Regions from separate parts of the Rattus norvegicus genome. Here region 1 is linked to region 2. The links are chromatin contacts, called in public Hi-C maps. All regions are on one chromosome and are shown on one strand. The core of a region is the stretch at or near the end of the contact, and the rest is flanking DNA. Distances in the headings are between cores, read along the strand shown.

Evidence for each region. A called contact is a pair of places that touch in the nucleus more often than the background predicts.
Region 1: a contact with region 2 is called in a Hi-C map of hepatocytes, with 2.2 times the contacts expected there. The contact joins the promoter of Tdp2 here to the promoter of Mrs2 in region 2. A contact is called at or near these places in 3 of 12 Hi-C or Micro-C datasets (hepatocytes, kidney and liver).

The regions. Positions count from the first base shown.
Region 1 is chr17:40,666,728-40,669,640 of GRCr8, reverse strand. It overlaps Tdp2 (tyrosyl-DNA phosphodiesterase 2), which reads left to right and starts at 1,353. Exons shown (of 7, transcript NM_001034947.1): 1 at 1,353-1,607; 2 at 1,687-1,772. The coding sequence starts at 1,422. It overlaps Acot13 (acyl-CoA thioesterase 13), which reads right to left and starts at 1,237. Exons shown (of 3, transcript NM_001106111.1): 1 at 925-1,237. The coding sequence starts at 1,005.
Region 2 is chr17:40,490,286-40,493,263 of GRCr8, reverse strand. Mrs2 (magnesium transporter MRS2) reads right to left here and starts at 1,256. Exons shown (of 11, transcript NM_024001.1): 1 at 1,020-1,256. The coding sequence starts at 1,182.

The DNA.
Region 1 (2,913 bases), core at 104-2,603, 180 kb before region 2:
CCTGCAAGCTTGCTATTAACTACATCCCAATTCTCAGAAAGATGGTTTTGTTTTGTTTTTCTAAAAAAAAAGAATTAAAATTCCCTCTTTGGTCAATAAAATTCTTTTTAGGTAATATTATCTTTCCAAAAGTCACTGTCAAATGATGCCCTTGTTTTTTAAAAATATTTCCTATTGGCAAACATTAAATACATTTACCTAAGTGTTATTTCCTACTTTTGATACTTTATGAACATACTTAAACAACCCGAGAAGGGGTGTTCAGGAGAAAGATTTCGAATGCCTGTAGTTGACTAATATTTATATTTCACACCCACATTCTTTTTAAATTTCCAAGTATTCTTTCTTAATCAGAAAAATAGACGTACATGCATTAAAACACTTATTAAAAAGTCTCCAAGTTCCCAGGTTAAGTGTCTTTTCAACAATACCACACGCTTGACTTCTGCTACTGATACTTATTAAGGATTGTTTCCTATAAAACACAATGGCTTTCTATAAAGTCTGGAAAATAATAAAGTATATTAGTTCATGTGGAATGACAGGGTGCAGGCACTGGTCCTGGTTAGCTCTGTAGCATTCTAGATCAGCCTACATGAGTTTTCAGACAACCTGTTACACAGAAAGACCAAGAAACACAACACAGGTACAGGTTGTTCCCTCATTCACTTCTGCACCTCAAACGTACTTGGAGCTTATACCTCACAAGAAATAATTCCCATATACTAGTCCTGCAGACTCCAGTGTCTCGTTAATGGTACATACAGACTTTCCTCGGCGCATTCCAACAGTTTGCTGGTTTGAAAAACCAAACAAGCTTATTTACGTTTCGATGAGAATCTACGCACTTCCCCTGCATTTGACAGGCCACTAAGGTGTTTTATTAGGTTCGTCCCCATCACCAGAAGCTTCGCCTTACAATACCTTTTCCAAAACTCTATCAAAACCGGGAACTTTGAACATAACCTTCATTATTTCCCGTAGATTCTGGGTCATGTTGCTCATCGTGGACGCAAAGCAAGAGTCTGGGCTCTGCGAGAATGAACTTTGGAAGAGACGTTTGTGAAAGTACAAGGACGTGGACCGTCAAGTCTGCAAGCCTGGGGGGTTTCGGGTCGCGCTCCGGAGAAAGGTCGCGTGCTCCGGTTGCCTAAGACCTTGAAGAGCAAGTGTTACCTCCACCCTCTAGCGCCTCAGTGCGCACGCGCAGCATTTAGGCCTTCTCCCCCCCCTCGCCCCCCTCCCCGGCCCGCTTCTGCGCCTTGCTTGCGGTGGGCGGGGACCTGAGAGGTGCGGCCTGCCCGCCGGAAGGTTGACGCGGAAACACTCGCTCGCAGCGCGCCTGCGCAGGTCTAGGCCTTTGCGATCGGTCGCGCGGAAAGTGGGGTGAAGAGCGGGTATTTTGAGGAGACCCTGCAGCGATGGCGTCTGGCAGCAGTTCCGATGCGGCGGAGTCGGCAGAGCCGGCGGCGGCGCCCGCAGCAGCAGAGACGGAGGAGGATCAGGTGAAGAGGCGGCGGCTTCAGTCCCTGGGATTTGCGTTGGTGACGAGCTGCGACACTACGGTGGCTTCCACTTTCCTGTCGGAGAACAACTGGCAGACGAAAGTAAGTTCGCGGTTCTCGATTCCGCCGCCCTTCCCAGGTGGGCGAGCGCGCCCTGCATCCTTGTGCTTTTACTTTTCAGAAAGCGTTGAGCGCCTTCTTCGAGCAGCCAGAGAACGACCTAGCGCGGCCTCACCAGCCTCCGACATCCTCCAAGTCCGAGGACTAGTAAGCGACCGGGGCAGCTTGCGGTGGGCGGGGAAGGGTCGCCTGCTGGGATGGAAATGTCTGCCGGAGCCCCCGGACTGGGAATAAATGGGAATGCTTCTGAGGAAACCCGGTCACTTCCCAGCGTGACTTGCCTTTGTTGTTTTGGGACGGGGGTCTCACCATGTGAACCAAGCTTGCAGTCCCACCCTTGATCCCTGTCTGGCCTGAGTTGAGTGTGTAGACCAAGTTGGCTTCAAACACAGATCTACCTGCCTCAGAATAGAAAGAGCTGGATATAAAGTGTCCACCACCACACTTGGATGAAGTTTTTGTTTAATGTTACGGTTATTTGTTCTTTTTTGAGACAGAGGCTTGCAATAATCCTGACCTCCAGCTCTTGAATCCCTTGTTCCAGCCTCCCTTTTGCTACCATTACATCTGGTTCTAGCACTCCCCATCTGAAATGTAACATTGTTTGAGACATACATCCAAGGCTGACTTGGAACTCCTGTGTGGCCTTCCACTTGCCCAGTACTGGGACTAAAGGTTTGTGAAACCCTGGCTACTGAAATACACTTACTGACCTGAATTATTTACAAATGGAGATGAGAAAAAGATTGAGGTAGAAATTTTCTACTGAAGAATGGTAACTTGTGTGTGTCTCCTTGTTTCTACATTGATTACCTGCTCTCTTCTTGCCAAAGAATAGTGTTTTTTTCCCTTTGAGTCGGGATCTCACACTTTTGTCTAGTTTGGCACAGGTTTGTGTGTAGTATAGTCTGGCGTTGAGCTCCTAGCAATCCTGCCTCAGCCTTTGGGAATTAGTCATCAAGCCACGTTCAATATTTGTTTTAAGTGTATGCTATTCCTGTTGTTTTAGTGCCCTACCTCAAATTTTTGTTGTGGTTCTTCTACTGTTTGCAGAATAAAACCAAGGTGCTTTACTAGGCCTTTTAGGAATTGGCCACTGTTATTTCCAGAGTCTCTTACATGGGAATTAATTGTCTGTGTCAGTCAGAAGAGATGGGTAATCATCATAAAACAGTTGTGTTGAAATTACTTGGAAAGTTTTTTAAAAAATGTTGGGGCACCACACTCCACAGATTAATAAATACGGGGTGGAGTCCACTTATCCAGTAGTGACTTTTGATTATCCCCC
Region 2 (2,978 bases), core at 7-2,506:
ATTTACTTATTTATTTTAAGTGAGTAGTATACATTACAGATGGTTGAGCCACCATGTGGTTGCTGGGAATTGAACTCAGGACTCTGGAAGAGCAGTCAGTGCTCTTAACGGCTGAGCCATCTCTCCAGCCCATCTTCAGGTTTCCCCACTGGTTGACAAAAGCATCAGCAAAGACTCCTGTCTTTACCCAGCGTTTTTGCTCCCTTGACTGTCTGCTTGTATAGTTTAAAGCAAGGATTAATGCTCACGCCTGGCTTCAGATTCAACCTTAGTTCTAGGAATTCCCTACCTTATTCCAGGGCAACTATGTAATTGTATAAATGTGCGCAGAGGAGAAATCAACATAATAAACAGAATTAATAACATCCCAATCATGCTAATCGTAGCTCCTGCCACCCAGCATCGACTTTGGTTTGGGCTTTACTGCGGGTTTCAAGCCAGCTAGGGCTAGAGTGAGACCATGTCTTAAAACAAATGAAAGCTCCACTTTATAGAATTCTGAGACACAAAAGTAGAAGGGGGCATGAGGAAGTAAAAGGGCCAGTAGGATGAGGGGTGTCAGGGAAAAGTATGTATTAAAGTACTGTAATGAAACCCATTACTTTGGGCTGAGCAGATGGCTAGGCTAGCAAAATGCATGCCATGCTGTCAAGCCTTGAGTTAGACAACTGACTCAAGCAAGCTGTCATCTTACCTCCACATGCAAACTCAGAGAAAGGCACTTAAACGCTAAATTTAAAACAACAACAAAACAAACAAAAGTAGCCGAACGAGGCGGTTAACGCTTCTAACCGCTTCATTCAGAAGGATGAGACAGGACTGCTTGCTGTCAGTTGGCTGTCAGCCTGGGCCATACACGGAGACCCTGTCTCAATAAACAAGAAACCGCAATCAAGTCCTCATAGTGCTGGCCTGAGAACTAAGGGCAGGGTGAGCCTGGCGAGGCCAAGCAGCGGTGAGGACAGCGGGGCCAAGGGCAGGCGGGGCAGAGGCCGCGGGGCCCCGCGGGACGCGCGTACCTGCAGTGCGGGGTGTGCTCGGCGCCTTCTGGCTCCCGGAGGTCAGCGGGGTCGCGCGGCCACAGCAGGCAGCGAGGCTCAGGCGCACCGCCGCCATACACAGAGCGCTCCGGGACTGCGCGGCGCGGGGCAGTAGCCTGGGCAGGTAGCGCAGGCACTCCATGGCGCGCGGGCAATCGGGAAGCCGCAATAAGACGCCGGCCCGGCATGCCGGGAACTCGGGTAGATCAGTACACCGCGACAACCGCGCACCGCGCCTGCGCAAGCAGTTCCGCGCCTGCGCGCTGTTTTCCACGCATGCTCCGCTGTGGTGTCCGGTGACCCACGACCGGGTCTGTGTCCTTAACCCAGACAGAACGTGCAAGTGTGAATGCACCAGAGTAGCTCAGCTCCGAAAGTGTCCATGGAGAAGCATGCCTTTAATCCCAGCTCTTGGGAGGCAGGGACACGATAATCTCTATGAGTTCGAGGCCAGTCTGGTCTATGGAGCCAGTTCCAGGCCAACCAGGACTATGCTGAGTGAGGCTTCCCAAAAGAGAGTCACAGTTAAGTATTGTTTCAGGAGCTGTTTTTGCAACCTTTTATAGAGAAAGCAGGACAGTCAGAATCCTGGGCCATCTTCAGCTACACAATGAGTGTCAAGCCTAGCACAGATACACCAGACTGTCTTAGACAAAAATAAAACCATAGCTGATATTCAACATTGGTGGCTTTTGGAGTTGCAGAGCCCAAAAGGTTTAAAAGATTAAGTGAAAAGACTTCAGTCTGTGTCTTTAGAAGCTTTTCCTCAGGGAATGGGATCACAACGTGGTGTAAGCTTGGTCGTGGTGTAAGCAAGCTTGGTCGATAGACAGGGCAGGTGAGGGCAAAGGTCAAAAGGTTAAGGAAGTCTTGACACCAGTCAAGGGGAGGTCAAAGCATGTTTGACGACAAACAAGGTTGTAATCCTGTTTCTGAGATTTCCTTAATTTCCAGATGACGGAGTTCCTCTTCAACACCAGGACCCCTTAGTTACTGCTCCCTTTCATCTCAGCTTTAGTTTCTGCCCCTAGAACTCTAATTCCTCAAGGACCAATGAAGGAAGAAGTTCCATTCGCTGAGGTTTCTTATGGCTGACCAGGGGTATAGATCCTGCCGGATCGAGGATTGGAAGTCTCAACCTGCCAAATCTTGGGTCTGAGTGTGGGGCTCAGAGGATTATCATTCTTTGGTAATCTGGAGAAAGGATGTTGTTACTCAGGACTCAAAATGGTATGAACAGTCAAGCACCCATTAGATCACTATACCCAGTCCTAGAATTAGCACCAAATCTAGAAGCTTTCTCCACCATGAAGTTGTCGAAAGAAAAGATAATGACAGAGTCACTGCAAATTAAGGAAGGAAAGAGACAAATAGTATTATCAGGTTATCTGCACCAAAACAAAACAAAACAAAACAACAACAAAAAACCCAACCAAACAAAAAAGCGATTGTATTCTATCAAAAAAAAAAAAAAAATCAAACCACTGGTGAGCCGGGTGTGGTGGTGAATGGCTATAACCTAAGCCCATGGGAAATGGAGGCTAGCAACTGGAGTCAAAGCCAGCCTCAGCTACATAGTGAGGGCAATGCTAGCCTTATCTGAAAAAAAAAATCAATTTGGTTCACAGTTGCTGCCTTGTAGAGGGATCTGTCTTGTTCTATATCCTATCTAGTCTCCTCTACACTGCTGAACTTGTAGCCATTGGCTTCCAGAGTTAGGACTTTATATCCTATCCAGCACCTCCTGTAAGCTGCTTAGCTCAGAGATGCCATCCTCTCTAGTCCTTTGTTCTTTAGGTTGCCTGGCAAAAACTTATTCAAGATTTAGGGAATTTGGTTTGGGACCTTCTGAGTCAACACCAGTTTTCTATACAACTTTATTTCAAAAGGGGTCATGAGCTACTGACTATGTCAGAGGACAAGGCTTCCAGGTCAAAT